Regions from separate parts of the Mus musculus genome. Here all the other regions are linked to region 1. A link is a contact called in public Hi-C, HiCAR-type and promoter capture Hi-C data. All regions are on one chromosome and are shown on one strand. The core of a region is the stretch at or near the end of the contact, and the rest is flanking DNA. Distances in the headings are between cores, read along the strand shown. Region 1 holds the start of Mocs2 (molybdenum cofactor synthesis 2). Region 2 holds the start of Mtrex (Mtr4 exosome RNA helicase). Region 3 holds the start of Cdc20b (cell division cycle 20B). Region 4 overlaps Cspg4b (chondroitin sulfate proteoglycan 4B). Region 5 holds the start of Snx18 (sorting nexin 18). Region 6 has its middle 36 kb from the start of Hspb3. Region 7 holds the start of Arl15 (ADP-ribosylation factor-like 15).

Region 1 (3,719 bases), core at 636-3,135:
TAGAAATAAGGCGGAAATGTCTTTATCTAAATTTATGTCTGTATTTTTAACTAAATGGCATCTCATTTAGTACAGACTGAGAAAATAGTGACTAGATTTTTTTTATAATAAATTGTAACTTAAGCAAAACAATAACCTTGCTACTAAAGAGGTTAGGCTATTCCTAGTAATTTATTATGTTCCATTCTAATTACCCACTTATGTAATTAATGAGTTTGTAACTAAAATAACATTAAAGTCTTCAGCATAACATGAAAATATCCTGGTATTAGTCTGGTTTGCAATCAGAACTTAAGATAGGGCTGTATTTTTTTTTTTTATTATTTGAGTAATGAAGAAAAAAATGAATAGAAACTGGAAGTACTAGAGGCCAAAAACCTTGAAAAGACTCACTCCACTAATAACTCAGAAAGGAGACAGCGTGTTTCCCCAACAAGATTTGGAATAGGCTGACAAAGAATTTTTTTTCTTTTTAACTAAGCTATTAAGTTAAATCCATCAACAGAAAAACCGCAGGAAAATGTGTGCCATTTGAAAACATTATTTCTTTTAACTTGTAAAAGAATTTTAAAAATTTTTACTGTTCAGTGCTGTGGATTGTGACTTTACACTAAGCAACATCTCAGCCCTAAGAATCTTGTAGAATAAAGAGGATATTTTCAAAATGAATGGCATTATCCTGATGTCATGGTCTCATAATTGGATTTTTAATATTTGAATAGAGTAAAACATTATTGAGCTTTGTCTTTGTCCTTGTTAAGATTTTATTTCTTATGTGTGTGGGTGTTTTGCCTGTATGAGTGTCTGAGCACCGCCTATGTGGATGCTGGGAATTGAACCTGCGTCCTCTGGCAGAGCAGCCTAGCACAGGCTTAACCCTGTCTCATCTCTGAGTCCACCAAAGGAAGTTTTTAGGAAGAGCTCTTAGGCAATTTTTGAGGTCCCACCTGCCCTCTCCGCCCCCAAGCAGGAATGATAGGCTCTAGCCTTTATATGCACCAGTTTGTTTGCAAAACCACATTGAACTATGCATTGTTTCTTAGCCTATTGAAGATATTGCTCATTGCTGTCACTGGAAACGACCCAGGAGCCCAGAGTGACTGTCAGTTTCCTCGTTTACCTAACAGCATGTGGACATAAATATTTAACCTTAATGTTTAGCAACCTTATCAAAATAAATGTTGATGCAAATCATAATCGGGCTTATTACTCCCCTCTGCCCACCCTTCCCCTTCTGCATTTCTATTTCTTCCTTGAACTGAGTACACCCATCTTGCCAACTATTTTCCTTCTGGAAATTTATTACCCAATTTTTACGTTCCCATAGCTTGACACAGAACGTGAAATGTCCTTTCCTTCCGTATTTGTTACTATTTTGGCAAATGTATTTGGCACAAGAATCTCCTCGGTGAGACTTCCTACAGCAGGTGACCCAGCCACGCCCCCCGCCACTCTCAACTGAAAGGTAAGGTTTTTACTAAGATTACAGTTGGAACACAGTTACGGTTAACCCGGACTGAGCGCCCAGCGAGGGCCACTTAAATCCACGTACCCACGCGACAACTAAGGCAGAGATGTGTACCTAGGAAGTCTGGATGGGGTCGCTGGCTCAGAAACTCCTGAGCGCCTAAAACACTGAAGTGACAGTCAGATACCGTCTCCACGCTGCGAATAAGAACCCGGATCCCACACTGGATGGAGGGGCCGCATAGGTTAGCCTGGGGAAGGCCACCCTGCCGGGTCACACAAGAGGTCGCAGCACTGGGATCCAAAAGCAGAGTAAACTTTTGTGGGTGCAGGAGGCGTGGCGGGGCGGAGCGAAGTGTACGCAGGCGCAGTGTCCACACGCCCGGGGTTGAGCACCACCCAGAAGGTGGAGCATCCGGCTGCGCATGCGCTCTGAGTCACCGGCGCCTCTAGGGGTTGGAGAACTGGCTTCGCGGTGTGTAGCGGGATGGTTCCTAGGTGCCAGGTAAGAGTTGGTTCGCGCGGCTGGGGCGCCCCTTCCTCTCTAACTCCTCCCGGGTTCCGGGTCTTGCGCCTGCTGCTCGCTGAATGTCAAGTTCTGTCCCCGAACTCTGGTGTCCAGGTCATGGCCTTCACGACCGATTACCTAGACGGTTTTTTTCCCTACCATTCCGGATGATTTATTTTGACACTTTTTAAAATTAAAACGCTCCTAGTTAGGAATTATTGTGAGGAAATGCGCATCACCCAATGATTGACAGGCTCAGGATAGTTTGCAGCAGCCGTGATTATTGTGGAGAGACCGAGTTGTACTGAGTGACAGGTGAGACCTTGTGCACAGTCAGGTCCCTTAGTTCCCAGGCTGATTACACGGGTTTGGCCTAGAAACTACCAGTTGATCCTGTAATTCAAGCCCATTTGCTTTGCTGCATGTCAAATGTTCTGTGTTTTGTAACTCAATCGTAATGTAGGACGGAATCAAAGGTCATTTGACCACTGTGAAATGAAAGCTAGGCCTTTGCTGACTGGGTTATTTAATTTACTTGTGTAATCCACCCCCTGACTCAGACCTCTGTCTCTGCTTCGCGGCTGATGGAAGAATCGATTCCGTGTCAAGTCAGACTTAGCATGTTTTCTAAGGAAATTTAGTAGGATTTTAATGCTGCCACACAAGCTTGAGATTGTGAGAGGTCTGAACAGTAGGCAGAAATCAGAAGTGATTTTAAAGCGTTTGTCTCAAATATGAATCTATAGATATATGGAAGTGTTTTGTTTGTTTGTTTATGTTTTTCGAGACAGGGTTTCTCTGTGTAGTCCTGGCTCTCCAGAACTACACTCTGGTAGACCAGGCTTGTCTTGAACTCACATAGATCTGACTGCTTCTGCCTCCCCAGTTCTGGGTTTAAAGACATGTGTCACCACCACCAGGCCAATACTGAAGTTTTGTGAGCCATTGCATTTGGGGAGCGAGGAGCCTTCTTGGTGCGGGTTATTTAGACTATCCTCTCTCCTTTCAGATTGACGTGTTGTATTTTGCAAAAAGTGCTGAAATAGCCGGAGTTCGCTCGGAGACCATTTCTGTGCCACAGGAAATCAAAGCGTCAGAGCTGTGGAAGGAGCTAGAGAGTCTCCATCCTGGGTAGCTAACGTTATAGAGTGCATATGATGAACATGTAAAGGTTTCTAAAATGTGTAAATTACGTGTGAGTGTGCGTATGTGTGTTCTCACACAAGAGTACTAGTTCTTTTAAAATTCTTGAAAATTTAAAACTCTGGTATTTAGAAACATCCAAGTACCACAAGGAACACCATAGATAATTTACTAGAAAAGCAGTCAAGTGGATGCCCCCTAGATATGTTTATGTAATTTACAATCATTTTTCTAATTTCTAAGACAGAAAAATGCAAGTTCTGCCTTTTATAGCCTAAGATGAAAAATTGAAAGATGCTGTTAAAAAGATACATTATAAACCTTTCTGTCCTTTTCTCTCTTTTAAAATACTCAAAAGTTTCTGAGATTGAAAGAAAAATGAAGTATAACAGACCCTACATGCTTCTGAGCTTGGGTTTTATAATATTTGAAAATTTCTCACTGGCCCCTGAAAATCTGAAATGAAACTTATTATTTTTCCCTGAAGCCCTGTCGGGATGAGCTATAGAATGGCTGGACACTGTCCCAGGAACACGAGTGGTGCTGCTTCAGCCTGCGGAGAGAGGTTTCCCCCAGAGCTCTGCTCTGTGCGGAAGGTGCT
Region 2 (3,719 bases), core at 352-2,851, 1.9 Mb before region 1:
TTCCAGGACAGCCAGGGCTATAGAGAAACCCTGTCTCAAAAAAACAAAAAACAAAAAACAATAATAATAATAATAATAATAACAAAATAAAAATAAATAAAAACACTGACCACAAGCAACTTAGACAGGAAAGGACTTAATTCAGCTGATGTGTTTACAATCCATCACTCAGAAAAGCGAAAATGGGAACTCGGAGGCAGAGACCACAGAAATGCTGCTCACGGGTTTCTATAGCTCCATCACCCAGTGCAGGCTCACCTGCCCAGGAAGGTACACACCATAGCGCACTGGGCTGCCCTCCCACATAAATCAGCAATTAAGAAAATGCTCCAAAGACTTGTCCAAGGGTCAGTGTGGTGAAGGAAATTCCTCAACTTGAGAACTGAAGGTAACTGACAATAAGGGAAATTCTGTGTCTTCTTTGTGTGGCGCCTACACTTGAGCATACAGTGGAGGCCAGAGGACTTCCAGCATCCTACATTACTCCCTTGAGACAGCGTTTCTCACTTATACAACCAAGAGGCTAAGTTAGCAACCAGCCAGGCCCAACAATTTTTGTCTCTGTGCCCCACTGTGCTGGGGTTACAGTGCTCACACTTTTTATGTGGGTACTAGAGATTTGAAACTAGGTCCTCATTCTCAAACAGAAAGCTGTCTTTTACACTGGCCATGTCCTCAGCCCTAGAGCAATGATTTTTTAAATTAATTAATTTATGACTGGATTCCAGGTAAGAAGCAGAAAGACATAGCTTTTTTTTTTTTTTAAACCAGTACTTTGCAACTACTCATGTAATAACGGACCGAATCAATCATCAAGTGTAAAACGCTAACGGAAGAGAAAACTAGTTTGACCGAGTGTCATAGGGGCACTCTGGGAATTCCAACCCTAAGGACCTGAAATAAGAGGATCTCGAGTTCGAGGGCTGCCCAACTTACATAGCGATATCCTGAATCTGACTTTATTATTATTATTATTATTATTATTATTATTATTATTATTATTAATTTATTTTGGGAAAACTACAACTTGGAGATTAAATCTCTTCCTTCGGTAGCGATTTGCCTTCGCGGTTTAAGAACCCCCTACATGTCTTCCCCCTTGGCTCATCTAGTGCCTCGCTGCTTAAAGACTATGTGAGAGGTTTTGTGGGTGACAAGCCCCGCCTCGCAAGCAAAGCCGTACCTGGCCTGCTAAGCTGGGGTTACAGCCAAAGCATGGCCTAAGGAAGCCACGCTGCGGCCGGACAGGCACGAACACCGAGACCGCCCTCCCTCCCGCAAAATCAACCTTTCCTCTCTCCCCAACGGTTTTTTTTTTTTTTCCCCTCAATCTCCTTAGCCTCTTGACTCCATTCAAACACTTTCTGTGCTCCTCGTCTGAGTCGTGTTTCCTTTACCGGCATCAAAAACAAGAAGAACGAGAAGAAAAAGAGCTCAGAGGTTTTCCTTACCCGGCCTTGTCTGCAGACCCTGGTGGCCCCTTCCATTTCTCTTTCTCTTTGTCTTTCTTGGCTCCTGCTGCAGAGGTCGAATCATCCTCGAAAACGCTGAAAAGCTCATCCCCGAAAGCATCCGCCATCTTTCGGAACTCTGAGACCGAATCTCCCTCCTACCCAAGAGGCCCCGCGACCGTACCCTACAGTGACGCCGAATGGGGGGACTCGACGGTGGCCCGGAGGAGTCAAAAGTGAGCGAGCCTTGAGCCCCGCGTGACTTTTCTCCTTTCTAGTCTGGGTCCTGCCCCTTTTCTCTTCCAACCACTGCGAGTCCGGCAGTTCAATGACTAAAAACTTAGCGACCAGTGGCGCACGACAGCAGCCATGCCGCTCGCTCCCGGGAGCCGAGAGGCGGAGTCTGAGGACACGGGCCAATTGAGCCGGAGCCCCAGCCGCGGAGCCCGGATGGAGGAGGCTGGGTGGAGGCGTGGGAGCCGGCAAACGTGAAGAGCTCTCGGGCTTCTGCTGTGCCGCAGCGGGGATCTGGATCTGGAAGACTACTCTCCTGCAGCTGAAACATGGGCGGCAAAAATAAGAAACACAAGGCGCCGGGAGCTGCGGCGATGCGGGCCGCCGTGTCTGCTTCCAGAGCCAGAAGTGCAGAGGCCGGAGCTGTTGGGGAAGCCCAGAGCAAGAAGCCGGTGGCCAGGCCGGCGCCCGCCGTCCCCACCGGCGCCCGGGAGCCCCGAGTGAAGCAAGGTAAGCCCTGACCCAGTGCCCAGCCTTCTGCCCTCAGACCCTGCTTCTTGTCCAGCAAAGACTCACAACGTGAGCTGATGAGATCCAAACTTAGACATCTTCCACACCTGAGCAGTGGGTGGGGTGGCCTTGTAGATCGGTCTAAGGGCCTTTGGCCATTAAAGTTACAAAAGTAACTCTGTTACAGCGTGGCTTCGCCTTTCTAACTCACTCTTTTTTTTTTTTCTTTCTCCTTCTAAGAACGGAGTCATGGCATCTGCTGTTGTTCAGCAGGAATCCACTCTGAGCTGTCAGAACAGCCGCTCCGCTAGTTAAGAGAGTTGTTAAGGGAAGTGCTTCTGGCTTGATGCAGCTCCATGTTCTGTCAGATCTTAATGTCTTCTTCAGCATCTATCTACATAAATATCCTTGTATGTTCCAGAAAAGTCAGTGTTTCCTAAGAATAACCACACTTTACACATTGGACACTGGATTGACTTACAGTAAAATTCTATGCTTGTCAAATCCTTGCATTTTTTTGCTTACCCTGCAGATTGATTTGATAACTTGAAGGTGATTAGTTACGGCCACTCTTTCAGCTAGTTTCAAAAACATCAAAATTATATGTTGTTTTGTTCTGTTTGATCTGTTTGCTTGCAGTAATTTTTTTCTATAACAAAAAACTTGCAAGCATATGTGCTTATTGATACATAAATACCAAGCATCTGACTGGTGATAATAAGACCGAAAAAAATGGAAACCTTCGCTCCAGAGCAGCTTAGGAATCTAATTTACTAATCACACAGACAGTCGTGCTTTATAGTTGTTAAGCTTCAGAGAGAGAGAGAGCATGCCCATGAGTGTTTAGCAGGGTGTTTTGTTTCGGTTTTTTTCCCCCCAATGGTGAGGAGTCATGAAAAGTGATAGTTGAGCTGAAATTAGAAGCTGTCTAGAAGTTAATCCTGTAAAGCATGGTAGGAATAACATTCCCAAGATCTTGAGTTAAGAAAGAGCTTGGAGGGGGCTGGAGAGATGGCTCAGTGGTTAAGAGCGCTGACTGCTCTTCCAGAGGTCCTGAGTTCAATTCCCAGCAACCACATGGTGGCTCACAACCATCTGTAATGAGACCTGATGCCATCTTCTGTGGTGTATCTGAAGACAGCTACAGTGACAGCTACAGCGTACTCATATTAAAAAAAAAAAAAAAAAAAAGCTTGGAGCATTGTGTGTGTGTGTGTGTGTGTGTGTGTGTGTGTGTATGTGTGGTGGGGGATTTATGAGAAAATAAGCTAGTGGCATGGCGCACTTACTCCTAGAAAGTAATCCTCTATAAATGCAAATTATTAGACTTGTAGTTTCAGATATGACACATTTCTCCCTGAGAATTCTACAGCTGTCTCGCTGCAGACTAAGATCTTTTTCTTTTACTACTGACTTCTCACTGAAGTCTTTCAAGTTCCTGACAGTCATTTGTTGTAGTGTTTGTCTTCACTTTCCCTTTCCTTTCCCTTTCCTAAGATGTTAACTTTGAGATCTTAAATTCTT
Region 3 (3,719 bases), core at 525-3,024, 1.8 Mb before region 1:
TTCTATTAGTAGGCTATAATTCTCAGCCCTGAAATGCACACACAATAACATTTTAAAGGAAGATCCTTGGCTAATATTTCCCTGCTTCACATAAGAAGGAAAAGTGCATTTGGGAGTTGTGTATCTGTGAATGAGTGTCTAAAATGTACTTTAAAAATGTGTGACTGATGGCTGTGAGCAGATAATCCAGGGAGTCCTAGACCCTAGATTCTAAAAGTTGTCTTTAAAATTACTTCCTTGTTCTGACAAAATGGGTAAATGCACACACACACACACACACACACAAACAGATAAAAATAATCTCATGTTTTTAATACATTGCTTGTTTTGGTTGACATTCTCCAACTGGCCATTAAACAATATACCTGACTCATGCAAAGATGGTTCACTTTGAGTCTTAATGCTTGCAGAAGGGATTTCCTGGGGCTTGGAATGAGTAAGCATTTGATCACACTGCAAGAAAAGTAGCATTCTTGTGGGGTAAGAAAGATATTCTAATACAAGCATTCTGACAAATCTCATGTGGGGTTACCAGCACACATTTTCAACCGTTGTCATTGGAACACTGGGAGCTGGGTTGCTACGAAGCCGGTATTTCTTGAATTTTCAGACGTACTAGAGTGGGCTTAAGTTATTGAGCAGTTTGAATCTCCTAGCCCCAGCATGCACAAAACAACTTATTAGAGTTAAAATGCAATCTGCTGTCACTTTGGGATGGGGACCTGGGAGCAGAGAACCTGGCTGCTGGACCTCCTAGGTTGCTCAGACAGTTTAGTCTCCTGCCATATGGCCCAGCTTGCCTTGGCAGCTCAGATGGGCAGGCAAGGCTGAGCAGCCCATCTGGCTCCCTGTCTGTCAGTCGTCTCCAGGTCCCTCCAGACCCTCGAGCAATTTCATGATCGATCCAGTCCTAGGCCTGGTCAGCTGTCTCACTGGCTTTCCTTGGCTCTTTCCCTCTCTCACAAACTTCCTGCTTATGAAGTAGCTCCCAAGATCCAGCAAGAGAACTTGGCCAGTTCCCCAATTCCCCAAGTGGACAGTGCGGATAATTTATTAATTGGAAATGTCAACGCATTTCTCGGCAGCCTAGACACCCCCCCCCCCTTTTTTGAGTTTGAGTTTGAAGACAGAGGAGTTAACATGCTCATTGAGAGACATGTTTACGTTCAGGAATTTTCACAAGCGATTATCACTAAGCAGTAAACAGAAGGGTGAGAATTACTGCACGCGTCCAAATTTGATAATCAGGGTGGGGTTGAAGAAAAGGAGAGGGGAACGGAAAAAAAGGATTAGAGTCAGTTAGGACGAAACGTTTTTGCTTTTGAAAACAACAGTGAACTCCAAAAACCCCGCTTCTCTACCCGCCGACTCCGCACCTCCTGCGGGCTCGGGCAGGAGGCTCAGGCCCGCCACTGCTCGCGGCAAAGCTTGGCGCTGCGGCGCGCGCCGCTCGGGAGGCCCAGTGCGGGGGCGCGGGTAGGAGGGCGGGACCCGAGCGAGCACCCCGACACCCCAGACTTGACGTCATCGAGGCGCTGGCCTGTGGCGGGACCGACGGAAGGAGGTTCCCGCTTTGATTGCCGCCCCGCGGGCTTTTTAAAGGTTACCCTGGGGAATACGCTCCAGGAGCTGTGGGAGGAGCGAGGGTCTCGGGGGTAGGAGGGCAGGTTTGATGGGTTTAGGGGGACGAGGCTAGCGGTTTGGGAAGTCGTGGTCCTGCTTAGCCCCTGAGGGGGAGAGGCAAGGCGTCCAGGAACAGCGCACTCACTCGGAGATGGAGTGGAAACTGCAACGCACCGCCCGGAGGAAGATCCGGACGGAAGAAGAGATGTTGTGGGTGCGTACCATCCTTTTCTTTCTTGACCCAACCCTCCCATGGGGCTTCTTGCAGAAGGTACGGTTTGTAATACCCAGTAAGGACCAAAAGATGCCATGAAATTCTACAGCCTAGTTTAAATTTTGAACGGTGTGAAATTTAAGTTCTGGAGATACCTGGTTGCTTTAGAAAGAATGAGTGAATCAGCAAACCCAGGATTCAAAACAATTCCCCACTCTCCGTGACGATTTTCCTAGAGTTTTCTCCCTTCTTATGTTAATCTATTTCCAAAGGAGAACATCATGCGGGTGCTCGCCAACGGCATGAAGCAGCAGCGAAATCAAGGTTCCCCCAAGGTGAGTTTTCTGGGCTTGCCCTTCTGTCTTCATTCTGATCTCGAGCAAATTAATTCTTGCTATAGAAGGCATTTGCAGGAATTATGGGAGAATTAATACAAATTAAAAACCTTTACAGAATCTGAAGACTTAAGAAATGGATTCTCACAACTGATGTAGCTACTTATACCTGCTTAGCGGGCGCTTCCCAGTGTCCGGCTCCACAGAGGATGAAGTGTGGGTGTGTCAGGCAGGCAGTGCATTGCTAGCTGGCTGTTAGAACTTTATCCCAACAGTTGCTAGCTGCACTACCCTCTGCTGCACTCAGAAGCATGCAAAGACGTGGAAATAGTGCCATCTGGTGGATAAGGAGGTGTCTTCAAGACAGCTACTAAAAGCTGGATCCAATATAGTATTTCTGCCCCTTAAAGCTCTAACCCAAAGCTTGCAGTTCTTTTTAAAAGAGTGTTCTTTTGAAACTCATTTTTATTACCTTGTGTTTATTTACCTGCACTTATATCTGTGCATCACGTGTGTGCGTGGTGTCCGCGGAGCTCAGAAGAGGGCTTCTGATCGCCTGGAACTGGAGTTTCAGGCTTTTGGGGGCCGCCCTGTTGGTGTTGAGAATCTAATCTGTGTTCTCTGGAGGAGCAGCCAGTGCTCTTTTCAGCCGCTGAGCCATCTCTCCAGCTCCTGTACTTTCTTTAATGGATGAAAAAGTTAAATCCTCATCTGACTCACATCTCTAGCACCACTTACTTCTCTTTACACCAAATAGCCCACATGCTTTTAAATTTAGATTATTAGCTAAAATCTCACCATTTGAATATTTTTCTAGATAACATACATTTTTCTATATTCAATCAGTGACGCTTGAAATCAAATATATAGCTGGCCTTTTAAAATGCAGTGACTAATGTCACCTATAGAGAAATAACATTTAAAAGCCTTTACATTGTGTCTTTAGTTATGTTTCCTGCCCAAATTATTTTATCTTCTAGATACTTTACTGCCTAATTCAATTGAACTTTTGTTAATTCATTTTTACTTTGCTAACATCTTTAACTTAACATTAAATTTGGAAAACCCAAGTATAAGAATACAGAGTTCTTAGTCAAGCACTTAATGCCAGCACTTGGGAGGCAGAGGCAGGTGGATCTCCCGGCTCCAGGCCAGCCTGGTCTACACAGCAGTTCCACATCAGCCAGGGCTACAAAAAAAAAAAAAAAAAAAAAAAAAAACACAAAAACAACCTGTCTAGAAAAAAATTAGCCAATCAACCCCCCACCCCCAAGGGGGAAAAACAAACAAAACATCAAAAACCACATTTAAAGTTCTTAAAAGTTTTTTTTTTTAAAACATGGGTATAGCTTGGTAATATAAATTTTGTTTCTTATAGTTTAGGAGACATTAAACAAGGTTTCTCTATAAATCCTCTTCAGTTACTAAGATTAGAGTTCTGGGGTTGGCAAGAAGGTTCAGTAAAGGCACTTACTGCCATGCTATCCCAGGAATTCACATGGTGGAAGGAGAAAACTGGCTCCCTCAGAGTTCCCTTGCTCTCCGTA
Region 4 (3,719 bases), core at 540-3,039, 1.5 Mb before region 1:
TGTCCTAGCTCTGCCAGACTAATTAACCCCGCCTGCTCATTGCCCGTTCACACAGGCTTGCCCTTCCCAGCTAGAAAGTAGGCTGGGATGGGGAACAGTACGTATCTGCTTTCAAACCTGGCCATCTCACTTTATGGATTGTGGTGGTCATTCAAAGTCATGGTCATGATGGAAGAAAAATAACAAATGACAAGGATTTAAACATTGGAAGTAAAGGGGGTAAAGTTGAGGGGACACACACACATACACACACACAAACACACACACTGAGAGAGAGAGAGAGAGAGAGAGAGAGAGAGAGAGAGAGAGAGAGATTGCCTAAAGGTCTTCGAACAATGTAGTCTTGTGCATTGAAATTTTGAAGCACAATGATAATATCTATTATCAATCTCAACTTAATTTCAAATAGAAAAAGAGCCAAGCAGCAGCCAGGAATTAGCCTTCGTCTCTTAGAAAGTCTGCTCTAGGCAGTTCACAGGATCCAAGATATGCTATTAGTTTCTGCCCCCAGTTATCTTTGTTTTCAAGCTATTTCTCCCTTTCCCACCAGAGTGGCTGGCAATGATGGCAAATTAGCATGGAACAGCTAAGCGCATTGACCACACTGCAGGGAGTGTCATGAATCAACTCCCAATAATATTAAAGGATTATCAGGTCTGTCCATTTTTCTGGATGTGAATGTGGACAGCATATGCACTTAGTTAAAGCCACGGCTAACTGAGCACACTGTCTAGTAGCAGATGTGTGGGTAGTTCCTCTCAAATGTAGGGATCATTTCTGACAGCAGCATTTCTTCTCTTTATTTCAGAGCAATTGGTTGATGAAGATAATGACCACTTTCTGGTCACACGGTAGCTAATACTGCTGAAATGTTTATTCTGTGCCTGGTATTGGGCTCAGCCTGTGACACAAGCCTTCAACAACTCTGTAGGGTATCGTTTTTATTTGAAAAAAGGGGAAAACTATAGCACAGGAGACTCTTGGCTAAGATTGCAAGAGAGACAGACTGGCTGACAGACAGACAGAGCCTCGGGGATATAGCAGAGTTAAGGTGTGAACTTGTGATCACAATGAAGCACTACTGCTTTCTCCTGCACAGTTACAGTATAGGAACCCAAGAACCTGGAGGAAGTATGAGCTTCCCACAGAGTTAAGGGTAGGGGTGAAGTAAAGGGCTGGGGTGTGGCTTGGAGGTAAGCTACTTCTATAATGAGCATGGTCTGGGCTGGAGAGACTAGTGGTGGGATGTGTGATATGGGCAGTAGATATGACTAGCCCAAATAACAACATTAAGCAGAGAGAGAATCTGGGACAGAGGCAAAATGTGACTTCCACAAGGCCTTCAGATTTATGGGTTTTTAAAATCACATTGATTTATTTGGGATATACGGTAAAGGGACCACACACACACACACACACACACACACACACACCATACACAAGTATTGATGTCAGAAGACAACTTGCAAAGAGTTGGTTTCCCCTTCGACTATGCAGGTCCCAGGGGCACACTCAGACCCTCAGGTTGGTAGCAGGTACCTTTTCCTGACCCAGATTTCATGTTCTCTCCAATCTGCATTTTATTAAAGCTTTCAGGTGACCTTATATGGCTTTCTTCCTCCCAGTCTTGCCAGGGCCTGTAGATAGCAAGGGTGTCCACCCCAGTCTGCTTTGGAGAAGAGCGTGGGAGAGGTGGGAATTGATCCTGGTGGCATGGTGGACTCTGGTTGGGGATTCAGAGCAGAGTCTAAGCATTGCCTTCTCTGGTGTAGGGTTTCAAGTGAGGCCTTTCTCCTGCAGGAACAAGACACATCCTTAAACTGCAGGGCTGGCGGGCGGGCCCATCTCTAAGGGAATTGGGGGCCATGAATGGGGTCATTTATTTGTGCTCTGACAAAGCAGATTCAGAGTTATGCTATCCCTAGTGACTCCTTTGTATTCTGCTCTGAAATCCATCCTTCTTTTTTTGTTGTTGTCGTTCGATTTTTAAAATTACTTTATTAGATATTTTCTTCACTTACATTTCAAATCCATTCTTAAGAGTGCTTTTGAGTTTAAGTGGTGTTTTACACAGGCCACATAAAATTCTGGCCACGAGGGGGCTTCATTTTCCCATTTTTCAAAAAAGACCTGTAATATAATACTATAATGCTTTGCCTTGTTTTTACTTTAAAGATAGGCTTGGCTTGGCTTTGTATGGTGCTGGGGATTGAACCCAGGACCCAGTGTGTGCAAATCAAGGACTGTCCCTTGGAGATACACCCCCCACACACACTTATTTGTTTTTGGCAATTATTTAGAATAACTAGAAGGAGCTTTGCAAACCAGGTGCAGTGGAAGCGTGGAGGCTGTAAAAGTCAGTGGCCTTCCAGAATGCCACACAGCAGGGCAGCTCATCAGAGTACTCTATACAACTCCCCTGAAACCTGATCCAAAGGCCAGAGTCTTTAAATGTTGATAGCACAACTATGATGACATTGGGTAGACACAGTTGGTAACTCAGGAGGTCAGCCTCTCTTCCTCTAACAAGCAGAGGTGAATTTTCGTGTACTACCCCCAGGGGCAAGTGCGGCTTGTCCTCAGGGCAAGTGTGGCTTGTCCTCAGGGCAAGTGTGGTTTGTCCTCAGACACTTGCTTATTGAACCTTACATAACTTTCAAATCTGGCTTCAAGGTTGAGCTCATTGCTGTCCCTCTCTCCACATATCTGAAGTTACTGTGACCCAATGCTGGGCTCTAAACTAGAGCTTCCCTTGAAGCAATGGGACTGCTAATTGAGCTAGTGACAGGTTCCCCATTTGTTTTAGAAGGTGGTATATTCCAGAGGTGACAGGGGAAAGCAGTGTTTGGCCTTAGAGGAACTACAGTGGAAAAATAACTCTTCTAAGCTCCTGATTGGGAAAAAATAATCAGGGTCTACAAGTTACAGGAAGGAAAATGACAGCACATTCTCAAGTTAATTTTCATTCCTGAAGAAATAAAAATAAGCTACAGGGAATGATTTAAAAATGTAAAGCCTGAAACTGGCAGTCATGGTACTGTTAAACAGGCCCACGTATATATTTTATAGAAACCGTGGCTTTTCCACAAGTTAAATTAAGCCTACGTCCTTGTAATCTGAGCACACTGTTAATTTTGTATTTCCAGTAGACACTGAAAAGCTATTGTCCTTAGACTGAGAGAGAAACAGTCAGAAATTAAGTTGTTAACAGGTAAATGCCCCCTCCCATGATGGGTAATGTGAAGTAAAGCAATATATGCAGTGTGTGATAGGAAATAGCCTTCATGATGTTAATGGAACTGGGCTGGCTTTAGTATAGTGTTAAAGTAGAGTAGTGTTAAAGAACAATACACTCAATGGCTTGAGAAGATGGCCTACTGATTAGGACACTTTCGGCTCTTGCAGGCTGCAGTTTGCCTTCCAGCATCCACATTGCAGAGTTCAAGACTACCTATAACTCTAGCTTCAGGGGATCAGATTCCCTCTGCTGGCTCCCCAGGGCACCTGCACACATATGTGTATGCATAGACATGCATACATACAAATAAAGTAAATCTAATATTTTTGGAAGTTACATTTGGGCTGAGTGTGTATCTTTGGTGATACACACACAGAAGAACCTAGCTTGCCACATAGTACCATAACACAACAGCCAGATATGGTCTTATCCTCAGAGCCAAATCTTGTGAAGAAAATGGGCTACCCAAAGCTAGTATTTA
Region 5 (3,719 bases), core at 908-3,407, 1.2 Mb before region 1:
GCATCCATTCTTCCTACTGCCTCTCCCATCTCTGCCAGCCCTGCAGTGTTCAAAGGGCTGCCTAGTCTGGCTTGGGTGCCCCTGCCAATTCTGCCCAGCCCACAAGCTTATACATCAGAACAGCTGATTCCTCTGCCTATTCAAATTCTGAAGTGACAACACGGTCTGAAAATCTAGCCCTCTAAAGAGTGGCAGGCAGTCCCTGACTAGAAGGAGCATTCTAACAATCCACTGAACACTCGGAAAGGAAAATCCCAACAGTCCACAACCCTAAGATCCCCAGACACGGAGAACCACCAGGAGCCTGAAACCCGGCAGTGGTATGCCTATCCAAGTCACCACTTTCTACCTTAAAAAAACACCCCGTGCCACCGGCCCTACAGGCCAAGCTTTACCTTTCTGAACATGGATGATGTCTGGGAAGTTGGCCAGGTGCCCCTGATACAGTGCTAACAGGTCCATGACTGGGTCCAGGTCCTGCCTGGGCTGCTCAGCGAAGAGTTCGCCGATGGCGTCGTAGGCGTCTCCAGTGAAGGCAATGGCCTGATTCAGACCCACGGAGAAGGCCTGCTGATCCAGCTCAAAGGCTTGGCTGAGACCCCGGAAGGACTGGCCCACCTTCTGATACTCCTTCTTGAAGCCAGTCACCTGCTTGCGCGCAAACTCGTTGGCGGTGTGGTTGAGCTGCAACGCACTGTCGTCCATCTTCTTGGTGAAGCATTTGAAGCCATCTATCTTGCTCTCCACCTCCTGCAGGTCCAGGGCGGCGGCAGGTGGGGTGCTCAGAGTGAGGAAGAAGTTGGCGCCCACCATCTCATCCTTCTCAGCCTTCCGCTTACCCTGTTTCCAGGCCTTCTCATCAGTGCTGCTGGGGCAGGTCAGGAAATGCTGGAAGACGTCGCACTGCGCCAGCACCGGGTGGCTGGCCATGTGGTTCATCCACCAGATCAGACCCTTCCTGCGTTTGGAGATGAAGTCCTCTTCGAAGCGCCCGGTGGCCTGCTTCTCAGGCAGATGGGGCACCGAGATGACTGGGAATTTCTCCGCCAGGCGCGCATACAGCCAATCGAAGTGCTTATAGCGCCTGTGCACGGGCACCTGGGTATGCGTGGGCACCAGCTTGTAAGAGATGTAGCTCTTCATGCCCTTGAACTTGGTCTGCTTGGTGGGGTCGTCGATGGTGCACTGGAAGGGGTAGGGGTTCTCCTGCCACTCGGGGCCGTAGGGACCCAGCACCACGCACAGCTTGTCCCCATCCTTCACGAAGCCTGACGCCTCTCCCAGCACGAAGGCCTCCCCGCCCGACTTGACGAAGGTGGAGAAGCGATTGAGGTTGCGGCTCACCGTGGCCGAGCTCTTGGCTCCAGACGCTTGGTGCGCCGGGGGCGCCGAGACGCCGCGGGAGCCCAGAGACAGGTCCGAGCGGGTGGACAGGCGGTAGCGGCCGGCCGCACCGCCGCCCGCCGACGACGAGCCGTCGAGGTCCGGGTACGCGCCGCTGCCCAGCGCGCCTGGCTCATCGGCCACCGTGGAGCTGTCGTCCCACTCGTCGTCCCAGTCATCGTCGCTGCCCAGGCTGGCCTGGTATCCACCGTAGAGCTGCTGGGGCGACGGCTGCAGGGCGCCCCCGCCGTAGGGAAAGCCGGCGCCCGGCGGCTGGAAGGAACCGGGTGACGCCTGCGGCTGCAGCAGCGGCGGGAAGGCGGCGGGTGGCGCGGCGGGCAGAGGCTCGAAGCCGCCGGGCGGCACGTTGGCGTAGCGGGCCGGAGCTCCCGGGCCGCCGTCGGCCGGAGGGCCAGGCTCCGGCGCACGGATCACCTGCACGTAGGAGGCCGGGAAGAGGCCGCGGTCGCCGCGGCTGTTGATCCCTTCGAGCCAGCCCTCGATGTCCTGCTCGCTGCACAGGCTCAGCACCTCGTGCTCCCGCAGGGAGATCTCACCGGGGTTCTCGGACTTAAAGTCGTAGAGCGCCCGGGCGCGCAGCGCCATGGTCCCGAGCCCGGCGCCCCGAGCTCGGGCCGGTCCGAGGGCCCCTGCAGTCAGGATCCCCCCCCCGAACGCCGAAGGGAAGCCTGGAGGGCAGCGCACCGGTCCGCTCCCCGCTCCGCTCTCGCCCTCCGTGCAGCTCGGCTCGGCTCGCAGCAGCGACTGCAACTCGGGGCCGCCGCCGGCCGGGGGCGGGGCCCGGAGCGCCCACGTCCCCAGCAGAGCTAATCCATTGCCGAGAGCCGCGTGCCAGACGAGAGCAAGCGACGGCCGAGCAGCCGTGCCTGCGCCGACTCTGCGGCCGCCGCTGCCACCTTGTGGCGGCTACGGAAAAGGCGCGCGCTTGAGTGACCACGTGGTGGGTGGGAGGCTTTCAGAAGTGAATTATCTGAAATTGTTTAGATTTGTACGTTAGAAAATGTGGGGTAGGGTTTTTTTTGTTGTTGTTCTTTTTTTGTTTTTTGTTGTTTTTGGGGTTTTTGTTGTTGTTGTTTTTAAATAGATTATTTATATCTACGATAGCCAGCTGTTACTTCTCAGAGTAAATGCTCTTAAAATGACCTTAACCCAAGCTTGTAATAAAGGCGTTCACAAAGAAGATTAGCTGTTGCACTGATAAGTACGTCTTTGCCAGGGTTAATGTGTAGTAACTCACAAGATCCTCATCTTGTCACTAAAGGTGCGGTTCCCTTCCTTCCTGTACTCTCTGATCTTGTACACAAGGAGTGGAGCCTGGAACAAAGCTGGAATTCGGGAAGATCCTTGTTTGACCAGAGGCAAGGGTGGTGCAGGGAAAGAGAGCTGAGAAGTCTCCAGTGAACGTGCAGAGTTGGGTGCTAGCACACGTGCAGCGAATGAAAGCTCAGGCTTCAGGGCCCAGGGCGCAGGAGCCAGGCTCGGTTCTGGCTCTGACTGGCTGTATGACCTTGAGCCTGTCACTTGCGCTGTCCTTATCTCTGAGAGTTTGTGGATTGTGTGATAATGGCTTTCTTATCTTACAGGTGACTGAAGTGAAATGCTAATATACTCGGTAAGCACTGTCCACTTGTTGGCTGCGGCTGTTATGAGGGGAAACGCGATCTCTGGCCTCTTTTCTAAGAGAGAAAGAAGGGTCCTAGAACTAGTTATAACTAGAGCTGTCATAGGTGTGGTACGCAACAGGCTTACAACTTTACACTTCCTCCTAGGTCATTGACAAAACCTCTCCTTTTCAATAAATTTATGTTAAGTAGATCAAAAATCACTTCCTGAGAGTTTAATAGACGTATGTCAATATCCCGTGGTTGCCTTGTTTCAAATCTTTTCCTTCAATATGTAATTTGCCCAAGGCTTATTTTCTCACGCTCCGCTTACTGAGTCTAGCCTAATCCTTTGAGGATACCTCTAACTGGAGTTCTACAGTCACGTGTCATGAATTTCCGCCTGCCCTCTGACCCCTTCTATGGCAATCCAGCAATCAGACCAGAAGATTCCATTCTCCTAAGCACGGCAGCTAACTTAGCATCCTGTTCAAAGCCACTAACGAAAGTACACCACACTCGGCACCCGCACTGGGCCTCCTATTGCACAGCCTTAACTCAATCTCCTGAGCTCTTTCTGAAGTGCAGCAAGCACTTTCAGCTCAAAATTCCGAATGTGACGATTGTCGTGGAGACCAATCAGTGAGATTCAACTTGCCATAGTCGGAAACATAAAGTCAACACCAACTGAACAGCTTAAATTATGTATGATCC
Region 6 (3,719 bases), core at 364-2,863, 1.1 Mb before region 1:
TATGAGGGGAGACAGACCAGAACCATGAGCACGTGGTCAGGAGAAACAGCAAGTATCTGGGGTATACCACTGGGGAAGTAGCAAGGTGGGGAGTTAGAAGAATACATTAGGGGTTACATCCCAGTAATTGTCAAAGCCAAATAAAATAACCAAAGTCTGACTCTCATTTACTTGTAAGCTAGTCAGGGATAAGCTTAAATTGGTTATGCTACATTTTGGCACCCAATGTGGGGCAGGAACCCACGACCTTGAGGTTAAAAGTCCTATGCTGTACTGATTGAGCTAGCCGGGCTTTTCACCACACCAAGCAGCCCACCTCAACAGGATTGCGAAAGACCAAAGGGTGGGTCTAGGTTCAGTGACGACTATCACCCTGCACCACCCGAGTGTATTGTTTAGAGACATAGGAAGTAATAAAGATTACACAGGTATATATTTATCTTAATAACATGAGGGTTAAAGGCTCGAAAGACAATAATTCTCAAGAGGTTCATCAATAAGAGACCAAAATATGGGTGGATAGACTTGGCAACAGATGCTTTTAATAAGGATGGCAACCTGATGATCCACAATCTTCCTAACTACCCCTCTTTTTTGTGTCAGAGAGAAAGGAAAAGTATAAAATGGGGGGGGGGTTGTTAACGACAGGAAGGGTGAACAGTGGACCTTAAACCAAAGCACCCCCTCTACCGACTTCCTGTTTTCCATTATCATCTCTCTCCTCTTTTGAAAGCGACTTCCTTTCTGTTACTCGCTTGGAACTTGTTTTTTTCTTTTTTTTTTTTTTCACTTTTACGGATGGATATGAATTATTCACCTTACTAAGGCTCAGACTGATGTTTCTACACATCCATATGGTCTGTAATAACCTCATTTTTCATTCCCCAGCTACCCACCCCCTTCCCAATCTCCAGCCATGGCTACTCTACATTTAGCTGACTTTTAAAGCTTCCATATATGAAATACACATGGTACTTTAAATTCAAAGCTCTTTTAGTTTTCTTGGATTGACTACTGTACTATATTAGTTGATAGCCCTCTTACCCCTTACAGCTGTCCTTGTTCTTAAAACAAAAAAAAAAATCATGTAATAAATTTCTTTATGATAGAAGGTTATTTCAAACATCCAGGATATATGAACATCCATGAGAGAGGGGTGTGTGAACAAGACAAACACAAATGCCGTGTTTGAGCATCTATTGCATGCCAGGTGCTGGTTTAGGAGAAAGGGGCAAGAACCACTTCTTCATGTGTGACATAACTGGAGCCCGAATGTGTAAAGCTGGCATTGGCGAAGGAAAAAAGTCCAATATACCGGTTCCTATACTTGTTTCGTATCTATCACTTCATTAAACTGGCATGTCCTGCTGAACCATTTCAAAACAAATGTGAAACATCGTGCATTTTATCCTTTAATACTCTAGCATGCATTTTTTAAAAAACACCTAAAGCCGTTCAGTCTCTGATAATTACAACACCGTTATCACACCTAACAATTAGTGATAATTCTCTAATCCACTGTGAACACCCAGCTGTGCTTTAGACTCCCCCGGCGTTTGATCCTCAGATGGCTTATCTACTCAGCTCTGATCCGGGAGAGGCTGGCTTCTACAGCCAATCAACATCAACCAATGGGAGGTGCCCATAGACAGGCGAGGCAATGAGGCACACTAAGCAAGAACCAGAAAGTGGGGTCAGAGCCGGGGAGGAGCCAGGTTGCTTTTTCTCTTCCTCTCCCCACCAAGTCAGTGCCATGGCGTTGGCTGCATCTGCCACTCTCTCGTTAGGCAGCTACTCTGAGCTCATCACTCTCCCTAGGCTCGCTCCTTCTGCTCTCAGAAGGGCAGGCATTGGCTTCTCTGCCAAGCCACGATGTATCAGCAACATACTGCTTCCTTCACCCTGCCCATACATCTCTGCAGTCTCTTCATCAAATGAGTTATGACTGAGTTCTTTTTACTTTGCTGTGTCTTTCCTGTGAAGACCCCCCGCCTCGTATTTGAACAATAATAGTCACATTCACCCAATGTGTGCTTTTTTAACCAAAATCCAATCAAAGACCTTGTGTTGGATTTGTTTCTGCCCCTTTAGTGTCTGCAGAGTCTTCCTTTCTATTCTGAAGCCCATTCCAATCCTGTTACAGAAGGCACGCGTGCCTACGCATGCGCAATGTGTCCAGTTGCTTTCTCACAGTGTCACTTAGCTCTTTTTGTGTCAGCGTTAACTTGAATCTAGTCGAATCTCTAGATCCAACTTCCATTTTAACCATGTTAACCAGAAGACAGGTCATTTCATATAATTTATGAAGTGTTAGCACAAGAGTCACATGTGCTAGTAATAGTGGAATCATTAGACAGTAATTTCAGTTACCAAAAGAGAAAAGGCCATATTTTTCCATTGTGATTGTTAAAAAGAGCCCCATCATGCTATTTACAAGTAATCTGTTAAGCCAATACATTGTGATAGGGTTTTTTTGTTTTTTGTTTTGTTTTGTTTTGTTTTGTTTTGTTTTGTTTTGTTTTTTTATCCCACGGTGACACAGACATAGGCCAGATTAGACCGGGTTAAAAGTAGATAATGCAGGCTTATTAGAAGGCAGCTCTCAGGTGGGTGCACCAATCTCACAGGTGGAGGTCTGTGAAGTCACAAATCCAGGCTAAAGCAAGGGGGTTTTATGGGTCTTTGGTGTAGGCTGATGACTCGAGAGCTAGGAGCTGGGATTATGTCTATACATGGTCAGAAAATGAGCCCCTGAGCGGGCACTCTTGGGTGGGTTGCTGGAAACACAGAGACAAGGGTGATGATGTGTTTGAGCGAGGGAGTTTTCTCTAGACAGAGTTGGGAGAGGCAGACAGGGTTTCCCAGCTTGTGCAGGAGATGAGCAGGGGTTCCAGCCTGACACAGTGATGTGATGCGAATCTCTGTCCTCTGCCTGACCGTTTTAACAGCCGTTATCCATCCTGCGCCTCTATGACTGTCTCGTTACATCTTGCAAATGTATTTTGTTTCTCTCATTACTTCTCATAGTAGACAGCATCCCTTTGTATTGTGTCTTATTTATTTTTCCCGATTAGAGTTGTTACAGTAAAAGCAGGCTAAAAACCACATCTCTCCCCCTGTATTCAATTTCTCACTTTGAAACCAGGTGATCATTGCAATGCTAGAAACTATCTATACAGAATTTCATTAATGAGGTCTGACAATTCAATACAATTAGCTTAATTGGTTGCCAAGGAAATTGAGTGTTGTACCTTCTGATATGAAATGAATTCAGCAGATCTGCCCTTTTTTTTTTTACTTCTGATTATTGCTGCTGTGGTGTCCTGGGCCACCCTAGTCACCTATTCAGCTTCAGCCCTAATAGAAGCACAAACCCTAGACAGCACAAACTGTAGGAAGAAAAAACATTATCAGCAGCTGGCAATTACACCGCAATTAGATTGTGATCTCATAGGAGTACTCAAAAATGCATCCTAAGGGCTACATCTTCTTTGTGTGGTAGCTGTTAGTTTCACAAATCTTTGATCATGAGGTTCTGGGCGCTAAGCTCCAGTGTCCTGTGCTTTCTCAGTGTGTATTCTGAAATAAGCCGTTCTGATCCCCTAAGTGCTGCTGTCTGGAAGAAATAATGGATTTCTAAAAGCTAAGTGATTAGACTTTCTGGATTCTGTTCGGGTTTTTATATGCAATCATTGGGGACTAGCCATTTGTTATCCTTA
Region 7 (3,719 bases), core at 477-2,976, 1.0 Mb before region 1:
TTTTATTGTGTAAGTGTGCTGTGTTAACAAATCATAGGAGACTCCTCCTCTTCTTTTTCCGAGACAAGGTTTCTTCTCTGTGTAGCCTTGCAGGTGGTCTCCAACTCAGGGATCTGCCTGTATCTTTGCTGGGATTAAAGGTACCACCAGGCCGACAAAATTCTACTATAATCATTGCAGGAAATGTTCACTTAGAACACTGTCCACAGCTCTTATCCTAAGAATTTCTAGAAATGGAATTACTGGTACAAAAGATATGGCACCCTTTTAATATTCATTTTTGAATACACGTGTACAGACAGAGCTGGCCTTTATTGATATAATTTTCAAGATATATGTGTTTAAGTAATAACTTCTTAAAAGGAGTTGTTCTGTTTTGTTTTGTTTTACTCCAGGGTTAGTAAGTCTCAGTTGCACTAAGCCAGTAGATTCAATTTTGATTTTTATTTTCTTGCCATTCTATATTTTACTCCTCTCCATACCCAACTCCAAATGGCATGCTTATCTTGTCTCACCTTTGCCTTGACTGTCCTTTCTAGCCTGAATCTTGGAGGTGAAAGAAAAAAAATCCAGAACTGACCGTTGTCTTTATCTCGCTTGACTCCCATTTTCACTCAATTCCAAGTAATTCTTTTTTAAAAAAATTTTAAAATTTTTCTATTTTTTATTTTTTGGTTTTTCGAGACAGGGTTTCTCTGTATTTCTCTGGCTGTCCTGGAACTCACTCTGTAGACCAGGCTGGCCTCGAACTCAGAAATCCGCCTGCCTCTCTGCCTCCCAAGTGCTGGGATCAAAGGCGTGCACCACCACTGCCCGGGCCCCAAGTTTGTTTGTTTGTTTTTTTGAGACAGGGTTTCTCTGGATTTCTCTGTGTAGCCCTGGCTGTCCTGGAATTCGTTCTGTAGACCAGGCTGGCCTCGAACTCAGAAATCCACCTGCCTCTGCCTCCCAAGTGCTGGGATTAAAGGCGTGCGCCACCACCGCCCGGCTTGCTTTTTTTTTTCTTTTTTTCTTTTTTTTTTTTTTAATTTAGGAAACGCACAAGTCTCAAGTGCACCGGCTCTGTTTTTCCTAAGATAAGGTTCACAAACAGTATTACTTGGGTCCTTTAGAGGACTTTCACAATCCCACCGCTCATTCTATTCAGGTACATTGGATTAAGCATGCAAAGATCAGATGCCTGTCTCCTTCAATGTTTGGGGTGATCAATTTACTTGTGAGTCTCTAGGTTCCTAGTCTGGACTGCACTGGTGCTGAGCCGCAGGAAGGTCAAGTTCAAGTTGTCCGCCGTAGCAGACACCCACACCCTGGAGGGTCAATGCAGTCCCCAGTACTGCACAGTTTGCCTTCTTTAAGGTGTCTGCCCTTCTAATCCGCAGGTCCAGGGCGTTTCAAGGCCACAGGAAGGCGCTCGGGGCAACTGCCTCCCACCGCCCTGGGCTGCTTTCTTAAGGAGGGGTGGGCGGGGACGCCGCCGCCGCTGCTCTTCAATCTCAGGCAGGCTGCTTGCCGGGTCTCGAGCGGACTAGAGGCTGAGAGTCGGCCTCCCGGGGCCGCAGCGCGTTTCCGCCCGCCCCTCCCCCAGCAAACAGGAACCAGCACCGTCCCGGGTCCCGCGCTTCTCTGCTGCCCTCCACCGGGGGGACTGCCTTTTATAGACACTCCGGCCAATGAGCGCGCTCCTTTTCCTCGGCCCGCCCTCCCAGCCAATCGTCGCTTCCCTGGTGTAATCTTCGGCTCCTCGGCTGCTCTCGGCGATCTTCGCTGTTGCTGGCTTTTTCAGGAGCTGCTCGCTGGCAGCCCGAGACGCTGCTGCTTTTTTTTTTTTTCCGGGTTCGGAGCCATTCCGGATGCTTTAGGCTGCCGGATGTCTGATCTCCGGATAACTGAGGCGTTTCTGTACATGGATTATCTGGTAGGTGCGGGGCGCCGGCGGCATGTCGCCTCTCGGATCTCGCGGTGGCCCATGGCCCCCTGCCTGGAGCAGCAGCCTCTCGGCTTTCTTTCTTTGGGATGGGATGCCTTGGGTTGCTTTCTCCCGGGGCTGGCTCTGAGGGGCGGCGGCGGGGGGAGAGGACGGGCTGACAGGTAAAGGCGCGGAGGGGACCGGCGGGACTGCGGGAGATGGGGCCACGCTCCGCGCGCCTCTCCGCGCTCCCGGCGCAGGACTTTCTTTCCGGGGAAGCTGGAGTTTTCCGCTCTCCTCTTAGCAGAACTCCAAGAGCTATTAAAGAGCCATAAGCAGAATGGCTCGCTAAGTGCCTGGCAGGTCCGGTCATTTGGTCGTTATTAGATCTCTAAAGGAATGACCTGGGTCGTGGCGGGATTTTAAAAACACATTACCAGAAAGTAGACTGGACTAAACCACATTGCAACCCGGCCTGAGCAGGATTGGGCAGGGACAGGCATTGCCCCGCGGCTGTGGTTGTGGTGCACGCCGCTTTTGTGCATGGTGTGCATGGTTTGGCAATCGGTTTGAGATCAGCCCCGTGCTGGGAAGTTTAGGTAGGAAAAGTTTTTTTAGCACAGCGCTGGAACGGAACACTTAGACGTGTTTCTAGAATTGTGCAAGCCTCGTGTTTTCGTTCCAGAAATTGTATTTCCACAGAGCTGCCTGTTTGTGGTCAAGCAGATCCTTTTTGACATGAACCGTGTTCGATCCTGCCCATTTTCTGCGTGGATGGTGTCAGAACGAACGGCTGTTGCCATGCAGTGCTGAAGTAGAGGGTTAGAAGTGTTGGCCCTTCTGTCATCCTGTAGGACACATGGTTTTTCCACTGCAGATTGGCCTAGCAGAGATTTGTCAGTGCCTTCTAGGAATTACACTTAAGGCTGTACGGAGAAAGACCGAATACTTTCCAGACCAAGAAAGAGAGGGCTGCGTTGTAACGTTACCAGTGTATGAGGGTTTATTCAGGTGTGTAGAAACTGGCAAGGATGGAGACCAGTTAGTGCGCGACCTTGAGAACAGAGCCGAAGTCAGAGTCTCAGTTGAATTTTGGTTTTGCTGTCTATGTATTCATGGCAGTGACTTCTATCTTTGTCATAAAGGGGTGTTATCGCTGCGCCAGGTTAGGTGGGCTATCTGTGAACATTCTTTAAGCGTCCTTGTAGGTTGATGATTCTCAAATATGTCCAGGAGGCTATTTTGAAAGTTAAATGGTTGGTTGATTTGTAGTTTACCCATATCATGCTATGGCTATGTCTTGTAATCTGCCCCACAAAACGCCAGTTTGCTGAGAAAAAAAAATTACCAAATAAGAAGAAAGTATAGGGCATCTTACCTGTACTGCTAATTTTGGATACTTAGTGATTCGGAGAGGTATTCGGGGCGGGGGGTGGGGGGTGGGGTGGGGTGGATTCTCATGATCTGCTGAGACTGTTGTAGTACTTCAGCACATAGCTGTCTTTGAGGTAGCAGGCCCACTAAAAGACCTGAGGGAAAACAGCATTGCAGATTGCTCAGGTCACCTGCCATGTAGACATGGGTTCAGAGTAGATGGATGAATATTTGTAGGTATAAGGTTACCCTGGGAGTTTAGGTCATTGTCACTGGGCCCTGGGTTTCACTTTGACTTGGCCCATCTGTTTTACCTGTTTCCCTAACACCTTTTTTTGGCTTTCGTATAAAATCATTGTTTGGCCACTTCAGTGTGCTTTCAATAATTCCCAAGTGCCTTGAAGCTAACTGTCCCGTAAAAGTCAGGGGCTATACTGGA

What was found. Promoter capture Hi-C pulls out the DNA fragments that hold promoters and counts their contacts. Hi-C and Micro-C count contacts between places; a contact is called where the count stands out from the background. HiCAR-type assays count read pairs that join an accessible place to other places.
Region 2: a contact with region 1 is called in a Hi-C map of B cells, with 5 read pairs. The contact joins the promoter of Mtrex here to the promoter of Mocs2 in region 1. A contact is called at or near these places in 4 of 39 promoter capture datasets (hippocampal neurons, liver and pre-B cells) and 1 of 484 Hi-C or Micro-C datasets (B cells).
Region 3: a HiCAR-type map of astrocytes shows a contact between it and region 1, with 2.5 times the contacts expected there. The contact joins the promoter of Cdc20b here to the promoter of Mocs2 in region 1. A contact is called at or near these places in 1 of 39 promoter capture datasets (pre-B cells) and 1 of 115 datasets of contacts at active chromatin or transcription factors (astrocytes).
Region 4: a contact with region 1 is called in a promoter capture Hi-C map of hippocampal neurons, with 5 times the contacts expected there. The contact joins the enhancer-like site here to the promoter of Mocs2 in region 1. A contact is called at or near these places in 4 of 39 promoter capture datasets (the 3T3-L1 cell line, cranial neural crest, hippocampal neurons and 1 more), 1 of 484 Hi-C or Micro-C datasets (cortical neurons), 1 of 115 datasets of contacts at active chromatin or transcription factors (astrocytes) and 1 of 9 other capture datasets (embryonic stem cells).
Region 5: a contact with region 1 is called in a HiCAR-type map of astrocytes, with 5 times the contacts expected there. The contact joins the promoter of Snx18 here to the promoter of Mocs2 in region 1. A contact is called at or near these places in 10 of 39 promoter capture datasets (the 3T3-L1 cell line, 3T3-L1-derived adipocytes, the C10 cell line and 6 more), 2 of 484 Hi-C or Micro-C datasets (Sertoli cells and liver) and 3 of 115 datasets of contacts at active chromatin or transcription factors (astrocytes, large pre-B cells and stem cell-derived neural progenitor cells).
Region 6: a contact with region 1 is called in a promoter capture Hi-C map of hippocampal neurons, with 5 times the contacts expected there. The contact joins the enhancer-like site here to the promoter of Mocs2 in region 1. A contact is called at or near these places in 13 of 39 promoter capture datasets (the 3T3-L1 cell line, 3T3-L1-derived adipocytes, the C10 cell line and 9 more), 3 of 484 Hi-C or Micro-C datasets (the 3T3-L1 cell line, the HPC-7 cell line and cranial neural crest) and 1 of 115 datasets of contacts at active chromatin or transcription factors (embryonic forebrain).
Region 7: a contact with region 1 is called in a HiCAR-type map of astrocytes, with 4 times the contacts expected there. The contact joins the promoter of Arl15 here to the promoter of Mocs2 in region 1. A contact is called at or near these places in 7 of 39 promoter capture datasets (the 3T3-L1 cell line, 3T3-L1-derived adipocytes, cranial neural crest and 3 more), 3 of 484 Hi-C or Micro-C datasets (B cells, Th1 cells and forebrain), 7 of 115 datasets of contacts at active chromatin or transcription factors (the 230-238 cell line, the NIH/3T3 cell line, astrocytes and 4 more) and 1 of 9 other capture datasets (liver).

The regions. Positions count from the first base shown.
Region 1 is chr13:114,816,352-114,820,070 of GRCm38.p6, forward strand. Mocs2 (molybdenum cofactor synthesis 2) reads left to right here and starts at 1,886. Exons shown (of 6, transcript NM_001113374.1): 1 at 1,886-1,972. Gm34790 (a long non-coding RNA gene) reads right to left here and starts at 1,873. Exons shown (of 3, transcript XR_382937.4): 1 at 1,583-1,873.
Region 2 is chr13:112,925,779-112,929,497 of GRCm38.p6, forward strand. It overlaps Mtrex (Mtr4 exosome RNA helicase), which reads right to left and starts at 1,602. Exons shown (of 27, transcript NM_028151.2): 1 at 1,452-1,602. The coding sequence starts at 1,579. It overlaps Dhx29 (DEAH (Asp-Glu-Ala-His) box polypeptide 29), which reads left to right and starts at 1,902. Exons shown (of 27, transcript NM_172594.3): 1 at 1,902-2,195. The coding sequence starts at 2,015.
Region 3 is chr13:113,033,605-113,037,323 of GRCm38.p6, forward strand. It overlaps Cdc20b (cell division cycle 20B), which reads left to right and starts at 1,775. Exons shown (of 12, transcript NM_001281487.1): 1 at 1,775-1,837; 2 at 2,110-2,172. The coding sequence starts at 1,775. It overlaps Mir449c (microRNA 449c), which reads left to right and starts at 2,379; the gene lies at 2,379-2,487.
Region 4 is chr13:113,335,267-113,338,985 of GRCm38.p6, forward strand. All of the region lies in intron 5 of Cspg4b (chondroitin sulfate proteoglycan 4B), which reads left to right. Among named protein-coding and RNA genes, the nearest start is that of Gm41070, 27 kb to the right of the region's middle. Within about 2 kb of position 1,790, at least 21 of the 459 cell types and tissues checked have an H3K27ac peak or open chromatin away from gene starts, as enhancers often do.
Region 5 is chr13:113,616,407-113,620,125 of GRCm38.p6, forward strand. Snx18 (sorting nexin 18) reads right to left here and starts at 2,158. Exons shown (of 2, transcript NM_130796.4): 1 at 396-2,158. The coding sequence starts at 1,989.
Region 6 is chr13:113,697,973-113,701,691 of GRCm38.p6, forward strand. No RefSeq gene overlaps it. Among named protein-coding and RNA genes, the nearest start is that of Hspb3, 36 kb to the left of the region's middle. Within about 2 kb of position 1,614, at least 13 of the 459 cell types and tissues checked have an H3K27ac peak or open chromatin away from gene starts, as enhancers often do. A contact at or near this core is called in hippocampal neurons, where this site is marked.
Region 7 is chr13:113,792,782-113,796,500 of GRCm38.p6, forward strand. It overlaps Arl15 (ADP-ribosylation factor-like 15), which reads left to right and starts at 1,727. Exons shown (of 5, transcript NM_172595.4): 1 at 1,727-1,915. The coding sequence starts at 1,868.